4 separate regions of the Sus scrofa genome follow, and all the other regions are linked to region 1. A link is a contact called in public Hi-C, HiChIP or PLAC-seq and promoter capture Hi-C data. All regions are on one chromosome and are shown on one strand. The core of a region is the stretch at or near the end of the contact, and the rest is flanking DNA. Distances in the headings are between cores, read along the strand shown.

The links. Promoter capture Hi-C pulls out the DNA fragments that hold promoters and counts their contacts. A called contact is a pair of places that touch in the nucleus more often than the background predicts. HiChIP or PLAC-seq counts read pairs in DNA pulled down with a chosen protein or histone mark.
Region 2: a contact with region 1 is called in a Hi-C map of embryonic fibroblasts, with 4 times the contacts expected there. The contact joins the promoter of LXN here to the promoter of CCNL1 in region 1. A contact is called at or near these places in 1 of 5 promoter capture datasets (fetal liver) and 1 of 47 Hi-C or Micro-C datasets (embryonic fibroblasts).
Region 3: a contact with region 1 is called in a promoter capture Hi-C map of fetal liver, with 4 times the contacts expected there. The contact joins the promoter of SLC33A1 here to the promoter of CCNL1 in region 1. A contact is called at or near these places in 2 of 5 promoter capture datasets (fetal liver and liver), 2 of 47 Hi-C or Micro-C datasets (heart right ventricle and liver) and 1 of 2 datasets of contacts at active chromatin or transcription factors (alveolar macrophages).
Region 4: a contact with region 1 is called in an H3K27ac HiChIP or PLAC-seq map of alveolar macrophages. The contact joins the promoter of MFSD1 here to the promoter of CCNL1 in region 1. A contact is called at or near these places in 1 of 5 promoter capture datasets (liver) and 1 of 2 datasets of contacts at active chromatin or transcription factors (alveolar macrophages).

The regions. Positions count from the first base shown.
Region 1 is chr13:97,003,007-97,005,922 of Sscrofa11.1, forward strand. CCNL1 (cyclin-L1) reads right to left here and starts at 1,395. Exons shown (of 11, transcript XR_001300397.2): 1 at 1-1,395. The region is part of intron 14 of VEPH1 (ventricular zone-expressed PH domain-containing protein homolog 1); the gene reads right to left.
Region 2 is chr13:98,440,497-98,443,580 of Sscrofa11.1, forward strand. LXN (latexin) reads right to left here and starts at 1,327. Exons shown (of 6, transcript XM_003358644.4): 1 at 935-1,327. The coding sequence starts at 1,063. All of the region lies in intron 13 of GFM1 (elongation factor G, mitochondrial), which reads left to right.
Region 3 is chr13:95,722,864-95,725,710 of Sscrofa11.1, forward strand. It overlaps SLC33A1 (solute carrier family 33 member 1), which reads right to left and starts at 1,294. Exons shown (of 6, transcript NM_001244245.1): 1 at 98-1,294. The coding sequence starts at 872.
Region 4 is chr13:98,591,053-98,593,825 of Sscrofa11.1, forward strand. It overlaps MFSD1 (major facilitator superfamily domain-containing protein 1), which reads left to right and starts at 1,293. Exons shown (of 16, transcript XM_003358650.5): 1 at 1,293-1,574. The coding sequence starts at 1,403.

The DNA.
Region 1 (2,916 bases), core at 145-2,644:
GTGACCCACAAGGAATCTGGAAAGGGCTGCTTTACAGTATTTTTGGGAAACAGGCTTGTGAACTACATCGGTTCAAAAAAAAAAAAAAAAAAAAAGCTGTCAGATGAGCATGTGGTTCCCAGAGGTATCTAAGTATGGCGAGGGATTCGTATTGACTGGGAGAGAGACTGCTTTAGCAGCTTCGCTTGCGAAACTCGGGCCTGAGCTAGTGACAAGCCACAGCTTTCACTAATCTGGAAAATCCCTAATTTCCAAAAATAGTTTTAGGTCGAGACTTTACAGAGGTAATTTGATTATGCCCGGCAGTCTATGTATTCATGGAGGTTACTGCAATTAGGTAGTATGGGAGAAATCAATCTCTTTATATGTATTTTTCCCTCTCTGATATTAGCAATTCTCCAAATTTCCTCAAATTTGAAATAAAAACAATGATACTGATCCAAACTACCACAGGCTAGAGTGGGAGGAAAAAAGAGTAGATCTTGTTTAAAAAAAAAAAAAAGATTCTGTAAACTGAATCATTTTGCTGTACAGAAAAAATTAACACAAGGTAAATTCAGTTAAAAGAGAGTAGATCTTTGTTTACTCCTTCTGTGTCTAGACCTTGGAGACATTGTCCAGGAATGAGAAGCCCCATCATCTTTCTATCACATAGTTCAATTTTAAGGTTTAATTATGAGAAATGAATTAAAACTTGGATCCATAGAGCAAAAGGAATTTGAGTACACTGCAATATTTGTTAGTGATGTCTCTAAAGCAAAACATATTCAAAAACTCATTTTAAAAAAAGAATTCAATCCACCTTACTTTGTAAAGATTTACATCAGTATTTCTGAACCCTAGCTGCACATAAGTATCTTCAGAGGAGTTTAGGGCTGCACCCGAGGTATATGTAAGTTCCCAGGCTAGAGACGGAATTGGATCTACACCATAGCCACAGCAATGCCAGGTCTGAGCCGCATGTGCAGCCTATCCCACAGCTCACAGCAACACCAGATCCCTGACCCACTAATTGAAGCCAGGGATCAAACCCGCATCCTCATGGATACTAGTCGGATTCCCTTCTTTTGAGCCATGATGGGAACCCCCAGAGAAGTTTTTAAAACATACTGATTATGCTTGAGCCTGAATTGTAGGGGTTGATGTAATGGATCTGGGGTTGACCCAGCCAGTGGTTATTGGAATGTTCAGCCAGGATTGAGAAACAGAGCTCCAAGAGAGTGTAATTCTGGTGCTAGCTGAAATACTTGACCTCGTTGCACGTTACCTTCACCTGTCTGACTAAGCTGCTTCCAGGGAAGTTTCCCTCTCCAATATTCAGGAGGGATTATAACAGGAGTTCCCATAGTGGCATAGTGGAAACAAATCTGACTAGGAACCATGAGGTTGCAGGTTTGATCCCTGCCCTCGCTCAGTGGGTTAAGGATCTGGCATTGTCGTGAGCTGTGGTGTAGTTCGCACATGCAGCTTGGATCTGGGGTTGCTGTGGCTGTGGTGTAGGCTGGTGGCTACAGCTCCCAATTCAACCCCTAGCCTGGGAACCTCCATATGTGGCCCCAAAAAGACTAAAATAAAATAAAATGCTGTAACAGACTTTGAAAGCTCTTCTTATTTATTTTTGGCTGCACCATGGCATATGGAAGTTTCTGGGCTGGGGATTGAATCTGAACCACAGCTGCCACCTATGACACAGCTGCAATGTCAGATCCTTAACCTGCTGAGCCACAGTGGGAACTTCAATACAATTCATTTTTAAGACTTTTTTTTTGGCTGCACCCACAGTATGCAGAAGTTCCCGGGCCAGGGATCAAGCCCAGGCCACAGTAGTGACCTGAGCCGCAACAGTGACAATGTTGGATCCTTAACCCGCTGAGCCACCAGGCAACTCCAAGACTCTTTCTTTTCTTTTCTTTTTTCTTTTTTTAGGGCAGAACCTGTGGTATATGGAGGTTCCCAGGCTAGGGGTTGAATCAGAGCTACAACTGCTGGCCACAGCCACAGCCACAGCAAGATCAGATACGAGCCATGTCTGTGACCTACACCATAGATGACAGCAATGCTGGATCCTTAACCCACTAAGCAAGGCCAGGGTTTGAACCTGCAATCTCATGGGTCCTAGTTGGATTTGTTTCCGCTGCGCCACAACAGGAACTCCCAAGACTATTTCTTAATGGAACATTTTTCTAATATTTAGAGTCTCCCACCATGCCTCACCAAAAAACTGTCTTGGTGATGTCTTGATATATTTTATAATATATTTTTTTAATCTCTAGGTCCTTGATTAATTGAAGAAAGTTAACAAGAATTGAAGTGAGAAGTTCTGGGAGAAGGAGGAGTACTTGCTCTACTCTTGATATCTTTTCCCTATAGACCACTGTTTCCCACCTCCTGTGTTTGGCAATCATTTCCAGAAGCACAGAACCACTGAGACTATTCTACAACTTTCTGTCTGTACCCCAGATTATATCCAATAGATATGATTATATTCACTGTTCTTCTTTTCAGCCTCAACAAAAGTGGTAGAGGAGATGGGCCAACATTTTATACGCTTAGCATTAACGCATCAAACTATGACGGTGTTTTAAATTTTGACTTCTTGGGCATTCCCATTGGCTCATTAAGAACCCAAGATAGTATCCAGAGGATGCAGGTTTGGTCCCTGGCCCTGCTCAGTGTATTAAGGATCTGGCACTACTGCAAGCTGTGGTGTAGGTATAGACCATGGATCCAGTGTGGCTGTGGCTGTGGTATAGACCAGCAGCTGTCCAATTCAACCCCTAGCCCCAGAACTTCCATATGCCACAGGTGTGGCCCTAAAGAGAAAAAAAATTAATTTTAACTTGTTTAAAAAAAAAATTCATGACAGGTATTCCCACTGTGGCTCAATGGGATTGATGGCATCTCTGCAGCACCAGC
Region 2 (3,084 bases), core at 77-2,576, 1.4 Mb after region 1:
GCCCTATGTACCCTCCAAAGAGTATTCAATAAAAATGAATTCCATTTTGAGGCAGATAATTGCAGAGTGGTTAGAGTTAAGTACTGCTTTTACTTGTATATTAGTGGACCTGCAAAATGATACTTTAACAAATTTTATAACTGTAAAACAAACCTTTAGGTATTTATTTCACTTTTGAATGAAGATACAATTGAGAATTTATACCTAATTATGTTACCTGGTATGGTTTTGAAATAATATTTACTCCCTGTCAGTCCTTAAACACTGTTTAGCAGTTAAACTTCTGTCAGTAAATAAGGCAAGGTCTCAAATCCATTAAATTTTAGTAAAATGGAAATGAGTTTAGCGAATGTTGAGGGCTTGAGTATTTAACCCTTTAGCCAGCGGGAACCCATCATTCACAACAGTCATTGGCGGTAGTGTTTGGGTGGTTGAAGTGAAGCCTCAGCCACAGTACTCTGACTTGGCTTTGTCAGGTTCTGTTGCTTTATCTTTGTCAAAGAGTAATAATAGCATAATAGTAATAAAGGATTGGTCTTAAAATTTAGACAGTGAAGAATCATTTACAAGACCAGAGCTTTTGTTGGTCCAGATTGGAGGAGTAGATGAGGAATGAAGAAGCAGTTTTAAGATTCTTCTGAAAATAGTTCCTATAGTTTTCTCTTTGGGGAAAGGCGAGAATGCCGCCCTTCATTGAGAACATTCCCCCACTTCTTTGTAATAATGCCCATAAAAAAACGGTATCGCTGTCTCTGCCTTCCTGTGAAAACAACAAAACAGCCCCTAGAGACTGAAGTATAGACCAGTCCCGCGAGACAAACAGTGAGACAAAACCAGACGTGGGGTGTAGAGGAGTCGGGAGCCCACCGAGCTGAGACCCTTGGGAATGCAGGGAACGCTGGCGGGTGCCCCTACAGCCCGCTAACTGACTCACCTCTAGGCTGGCTTGTTTGACTGTCTGCACCAGAAACAACTTGTGGGGGGTCCCCTGCTGGTAGTTGATGCAGCTCTCTGCCACCGAGGCCGCCCTGGAGGCCGGGTAGTGGGTCGGAGGGATTTCCATTCTTGGTGACCTGCGGCTGGACTTGAGTGGGGCTGCTCAAGCCTAAGGAGAAAGGAAGTGCACCCCGCTGCTGCTAGTACCGGCCCGAGGCGGAAAAGTCAGCCCTGTGCTTTGGGCTGGACTTGGGCTGGGGCGGGATCACCAGCTTCTTCCCTCCCTCTCTTCCTCCTTCCCTCCTTCCGATTCTGAAAGCTACCGCTTTTGTGCTGGCTCCTGCTTGGGCTGCTGCTGTGGCCCCGCCCTGCGGCCCCGCCCTGCTACCGCCTCATTCCCTCTTAGAGCCCCCTCCTCCTTTAAGAGAGGATGGGGAGGGAGTCTGTGGGCTAACATCCTGTTATTTATTAACTTTTACAGAAGCACTTGGCTTTTGCTTTACTGGAGGGTCTCCTCTGGGGCTTCCGGTTTCCTCTCTGTGGAAAGTCTGGTTGCTTCGTTTGCAGTTGAAAGCACAACTTCCTTCAGAGCCACCCACTGTGTCAGGCACAGGGCAAAGTGCAAAGGAGCCTCCAGATAGTCATTTGGATTCCTTCTTTTCCCTTTCCATTGTAAGAGTCCAGGAACAGGCTTGCTTATCCCCCAGCTTTTTGTGGCCATGGGCCAGTTCTGCCCAAATCAGGGTATGAGAGACTGCAAACGATAGCATTAATTTGGAAGATCATGTAATTTAGGTCAGGAGAAATTTTAACAGATACCTGCATCCCTTTCTTCCTTTCCTGATCTTAGAAAGATGAAGTTTTGATATAATGCCACACTTCTAACTTTTGGAATCGCTTTGAAAATTTTACTTTGAGGATTAAGACATACTTAAAAACCAAGCGTATACAAAGCATTACATTAAAGTAGCTTCCAACAAAAACAGTTTTTAAAGCCCCTTAAGCAAGCACAAAACTTTTAGTAGGCAGTGCAGTTTTACTCTCCAGAACTCAATTACTTCCTTCAGTCACCTTTAAAGAAACTATAGTCTAGGCTCTTTTTCAGATTTGCAGTAGATGAGGCAGCAAAGGTTCCTTTTCATCAGCTGTATAGCCAAACTGACACTGTATTTTTTGGCTTAGAAATAAAGACTCTGCTATTTTTCCCCAAAATGGATTTTGAAAGTTCTTTGGGTAGGCACATATGTTGTGTGTGTGGTTTTTTTTTTTTTTTTTAAATTAGCAAAAATGTATTTTAATGTGCTATCCTCAAATACCCTCTTTAACTTATTTATAAAGTCTTTGTAGTAAGTAAGTTTTTAAAGAATAATTCTGTTCTTTCTAGTTATATTAGTCAACAACTGTCAGGTAACTAGAGAATGAAAGGGTTAGTTTCTCCTCTTAAGGCTTTTTCAAAAAAATTGGAGGTGGTTTTTCTTTGGGGAGTGGGGGGTCATTCATCTGCCAGCCAGTCTCTTAGGGTTGTTGTGTGTGTGTGTGAATTGTATGAATTATGTGCTCCTTTGATAATGTCCAAGAAAGAATGGCTGAGTATTCTAATTACAGAAATTGAGCTTTTTGCTGATAATGAAATTTTTCAAGTTTCACAAATAGCTAGTTAACATCTCCTATGTTATTACCGGTTAGAGTTATGAGAATTACAATATGTGAGCTTCCTAAAGTCACCCTTTTGAAGCTTTATGAATACAATTACCATCTCTGTAGATCAAGGCTAGTAACAAAGGTTATGACATATCAGGTAATTACTAAGAGTAGACATACCCAATTCTTTTTTTTTTTTTTAATTTTTTTTAATTTTTGCCTTTTTTAGGGCCACACCTGCAGAATGTGGAGGTTCCCAGCCTAGGGGTCTAATCAGAGCTGTAGCCACCGGCCTACGCCAGAGCCACAGAACGCGGGATCTGAGCCGCGTCTACAACCCACACCACAGCTCAGGGCAACGTCAGATCCTTAACCCACTGATCAAGGCCAGGGATCGAACCCGCAACCTCATGGTTCCTAGTCGGATTTGGTCACTGAGCCACGACGGGAACTCCCTAGGCTATTCTTAAAATATAATTATTACATTAAAAAATTTAGGAGTTCCCG
Region 3 (2,847 bases), core at 44-2,543, 1.3 Mb before region 1:
GATTTCCAGTAAATTATTGTTCCTACTAGCACCCACATGTCGAAAGGATTCATAAACGTACAATATACCTAACAGCATAACAGTTTAAATACACTACCTGAAAGAGTGACGATTCCCCTGGGTCGAGGCTGCAACCGCAAATATTTGTTACAAAAGTCGGCAGATTCAAGGGCCAAAAACAAAACATTGCCCAAAAAATAGCCCGCTGTTTGGCCTACTGAATTGCAAGTAGAAGCATAACCCACATTTTCCCGGGATAACATAGTTAACGCCCAACCATCCACAGCGATGTCCTGAGTGGCTGCCAGGAATTCAAACAAAAAGAAAGTCACAGTGAGAGCAACAACATCGGGGCTTCTGCCATCTGTACTCCCGAGCAAGTGGTCCACTTGAGTGGATAGATATATCATGAAGAATCCCAATATGTACTGTGTAGGGACAAGCCAAGATTTGCGACGGCCGAAGTTCCTAAAGTAAACCGCATCAACTAACGGGGCCCAGAGTAATTTGAGACTGAAGGGCCAAAAGACAAAACTGAAGAAAGCCTGATCTGTATAGCTAACATTTTTGCTCTGCAAAATAAGTGGGATGCTTCCTGCCAGGCCCAGTGGAATGCCCTGAAGCACGTAAAGAAAGAGCAAAAGCAAAATGCTGCTTAATTCGGCCCGGCAGCTCCTTGGGGGTTTTGAGAGGTCACTAGCGCCGATATCCCCCAGAAGAGCTTCTTTGTCCCCTTCCCCGCCCACCAACTCCGGATGATCATCATCCCAGGAGCCCGGCGGTAGAGGACCGCTCTTCATATCCAGAGAGTGGTTGAAAGTCCCTGGCCGTCGTTGCCGACTATTGTCCTTGTGGGAGATGGTGGGAGACATATCAGAGACGATGCAGAACCCCGTTTGTGGGAGGCCGGGGCTGAGCGTCTTGGATCCGTCTAGTCCCAGGTCCAAGGCTGTCGCTCTGGACCAGGGTGTCAATGGCTCAGGGAGGGGGACAGGGCGCGGGTTGATAAGGGCACTCCTTACTGCCGTCCGGAGTGCTGAACCCCGGAGCCAGTCCCCTGGCTGGAAGCCCAGGCGATGCCCAGGTATTTTCTCCTTGGAGCGGCGTCAAGGAGCCTGAAGAAGCGCCCCCGGCAGCCGGGCCGGGGTCGAGACTGGAGGAGGGGGCCGTGGTGCTGCGATGGAAACAGGCCTGTAGCTGTAGCGAGAGAAACGGCCAATTCCCCGACCCACCGCCCGCTCTCGCCGCCACCAATGCGACAGACAGCACTTTCTCCACTGGACTCCTGAGATACAAGATAATTTCCTGCCTCGAGCTTCAGGAAGTGGTCCTAGTCTCAAATGCGTCCTGATCCCGCCTCCAGAGCAAGCCAATCAGGACACGATCCAGCGGCCGAGTTCGGAAACAAAGCTTGGTAGGAACCCGAAAGCCCAGCGGCCAGAACCTCACGGGACAATTAACGCGGGCGCACCGTGAGGCCGGGGCGGGGCGCCGCGCGAGGTCTGGCTCCATGAGCGCATGCGGCCGTCTGGAAAGCGTGGGCCTCGGTCATTGGGTCCCAGGGGCCACGTGAGGGCGGGTTCAGGCGGGCGTGTGCCTGCTGCCAAACTTAATACCTTGCAAACTCTGAGTGGCCTCGGTCCTCGTCATTAGGCTGGAGGTGGGCAGTGCCCCAAGTCCAGGCTGGGAATTTTGAGATGTCCCTGCTTTCGTGGGCCAGGGAGAAACAGAGAGAAGGACTGAAGTTTACGAAATTTCCTTATCAGCAAGCAGGGGCGCCTTGGGTCCCCCAAAGAGTAAAAACAGCCCTGGTTAAATGCTGAAGCGTGTACCTTAAGAATGCCTACTTACGGAATGAATGAAATTGCTCGAAAGATTGCTCTGTAGTCCGTTTTTCCAAAGTGATGGAAAAGTGTAGCGGAATTGAGGCCTGGGTAGCTAACTGGGACGTTGGGTAGAGTGAAATTGTAAGACTCCTTCTCTCTCAGTTTTTGACCTACTGTGAAAGGTCTTGTAAGAGCCAAATGTTAGTTCTTTTTCATGTTTACTCACGTATGTTACTGAAATGATCACAGGGAACTTAACCTTGGGTAACCAACAGCATAAGTTGTAATACATAGAAAATACGTTACCTATACAATTTTACATATGATATATATATAAAATATATTATTTTACATTGGATAAGTATTTAGATACTAAAACCAAAAACTTAAAACCTATAATTAAAGTTAAACATTCTCAGCCTCCCACCATTTGAGATGAAACATGTTATTCCTACCTCTTCCAAATACAAATGTTGAAATAACAGTTCATCTCAAAATTATTTAGAAAAAGTGATTCGCTTCCTTAAGATAGACATTGAAGACTGAATACAAAAAGTTACATACTTGTTAAATGTAACCTAGAGTTTGCACAGGAAATCAAACTATATAAACAGTACTTTTCTGAAAACTAACTTTGTGCGATGTTGCAGGGATGGTAGTTCTTAAAGAGAAGTTCCATTTGTGGGCATCAAAGATCTGTGCACTTGATAAGAATTTTGCTATAGGCATAGTAAGTTACAAGTGTATATTTGCTGACCAATGAATTATATAATAGAAAGTTTATTCTTAAGCTAGTTTAATGTAGGAATGTAAGTGGAAATTATTTGTATTGCAAACTAGTTGTACAACATATATCACAAATTCTCAATCACTGCCTCCATCCATTTAAATATTGCAAAATAGCTTTTTGTGTGTGTATGCTCTTTACTTATCCCTGAGATGTTGGTATAGTCATGATTAAATTCTTTTCAATTTTTATATTAGAAAATTTCTCCCATTATTTTTTAAAAGTAGTGTGTAT
Region 4 (2,773 bases), core at 43-2,542, 1.6 Mb after region 1:
AACTGTCTCCTCCGGAGACCATAAGTCTTTCAATGTCTGTGAGTCAGCATCTGTTCTGCAAAGAAATTCAGTCTGTCCTTTTTTCAGATTCCACATGTCAGTGAAAGCATTTGATGTTGGTATCTCATTGTATGGCTGACTTCACTTAGCATGATAGTTTCTAGGTCCATCCATGTCGCTAAAAATGCTGTATTTCATTCTTTTTAATGGCTGAATGATAGCCAGATGTAATTTGTAAAAACATAGGTTTTGGAGTTCCCAAACTGTGGTACAATGGGTTAAAAATTCGACTGCAGCCGCTTGAGTCACTGTGGAGGCGCTGGTTTGATCCTTCGCTTGGTGCAGTGGGTTAAGGATTCCACTCTACTACAGCTGTGGCTCGGATTCAATCCTGGCCCGGGAACTTCCATATGTTATAGGTGCAGCCCTAAATAAAAACACAGGTCTTGCATTCTTGATCCTCTACACAAAATCCTTGCATGTCTCCTTACGGAACAGGTTTAGTTTTTCCTACTGAGTTCTTCTTTCATTCGCAGATCAATGGTCTCTCTCCTCTCCCCCACCTCCCCTCACACACACACACACGGTTCTGTTTCAGGCTTGCATCATTATTATCCCTCCTAATCCCCACCCTCATAACCAACTCCCTCATATAGGCGTCATGACTGACCCATTCGTACTAATTCTAGCTTAGGTATGAATTTAAAGGACCTTCAGCACGCCACCACTTTCCCCCAAAGTTTGTTAAACTGTACTTACTCTCTTCCCAAACGCCTTTCCCAGGCATTCCTACGAAATTCACTACTTATTTCAACCGCTGTTCTCACTTAGACTCGTCTATTCACCATACTATTCTTTAAAGGATCAGTTTCTGTCGACCTCCCCAAGTAAACCACGAACTTTCTGAGGTCTGAGAGCTTGTCACATTCCAGTTTGTATTCCCAGTACCTGGCATGTGAGTGGACACAACATAAGACTCTCAATGAACTGTGTGGAATTAAGAGCAGCCAAAAAGGCTGCGGAAAGCAACGCTGCGAGGAGAAGGGCGGTGCGCTTCTTCGCGTCAGGCTGAGCGGAGGCCGGCACTCTCTACCCGCGCAGCGGCAGGGGATGGACAGCAGGAGCAGGCAGGAAACGAGCACAGTTCCATTTTGGGCAGCGGAAAGCTGCGGCTGGCGCCTAAGACAGTACCGGGAGAAATTAAACGTAGCTCCTCCCCTCTCTCCTCGCTAGGCCTGCCCACCACGTGATCTTGCCTGCTCACGTGAGCGCGGCCTTGCGTGACCTGCCCCGGCATCACGTGAGCAACCGTGGTCACGTGAGCACGGTTTTTGCTGGGCTCCAGCAGCAGCTTCTTCCCGGAGTTGCTGTCACTGTCTTCTCCTGATCTCCCGCCGGCCGGATGGAGGAGGAAGATGAAGAAGCGAGGGCGCTGCTGCCAAGCAGCCCCGTCAAGGCCGGCAGAGGTGCCTCCAACACTCCCGACGCTCCCAGGGCGCTGTCCGCCCTCTGCGACCCCAGTCACCTGGCGCACCGGCTTTTGGTGCTGTTGCTGATGTGCTTCCTTGGCTTCGGTGAGCCGGCCGGCCTGGTGGGGTGTTGCTGCTAATCAGGAAATTACCGACTTTCTTTCGGAGAGTCGTTCTTGGCTGCCACGAGGCCTCAGCGCAGCTTCTAGTTTCTGTTTCTGGGCTTTCCTTCTTTTCCCTTCTCCACCCCATCAAAGCCTTGTAGACGTTGCTAGCTATTCGGCATTTCGAAGATAGGAGTAAGGGCACTGAGCTGCGCGAGTTTTGTGCCACTCCTTTCCTCTCCAAGAAGTCTCGAAGGCTAGCAACTTGCCGCCTGGGACCCTAGATATGAAGGAATCCCGGGATCATCAAGGTTGCTCTAATGACAGTTCCATTCAGAAGGAATTCAGAAAGATTTAACTGTCCCTTTCCCCGTTGCCCTTCCCCAACGCCCCTCTGCCCAATTTAAAATTTTTGATTGACCAACTCGTTGGCAGTCTTACGTGTTTCTCATCCTCTTTGGGAAAACGTATGAGTGTGTCTTGTTGATAGCTTCAATGAGTGGATGTGTTCTCGTTCTCTTCCGCTATGCCAATGTGAAGCAATCATACTGGATTGGACTTGTGGTAGGCTTGACGGTGTTTGGTTTCATTTACGAAATCTGGTGACTCTGAAGGAAATTTCTTGAGCTAATTTTAAAAATTATCTGCCTGTGTTCCAGCTACTAATTTTTTTCAGCAACATTCTAATGTCAATATAAGTTTGATAGGAAGGTAATAATGTGTTTCTCAAGGGGCTTGCGGGAATGGGTATCATCAACAAGTTCAGAAACATTATATTGGGTAACTTTATGCTACTGCTGAGGATATGTATGTTGGCATGGAGGTTGCTTTGAGCCTTAGTTCCTTTGCATCTCTTTTTGTTCCCCCTCTTTCTTTGTGGAAAGAAAGAGCTGCAGCTCTGATTCAACCCCTATCCTGGGAATCACCATACGCTGCAGGTGTGATCCTAAAAAGCAAAAAAAAAAAAAAAAAAAGTCAATTTTATTTCTGTAAAAATAATTCTGAGTGCACGAATGTCCAAATCTCTCCACCTCTCTCTTTCTTATCCTCTCAAAGACATTATGTTTTAATTTAATCTTTTGGAATGCTTTTGTTTTTCTTCATTACTGGCACTGTATTTGCTAAATTATTTGTCTAAAGCATTTTGTTTGTAGATTTAAAATTCTTGTTTCAAAAACAGGTTTAGTCAGAGTAAACTTC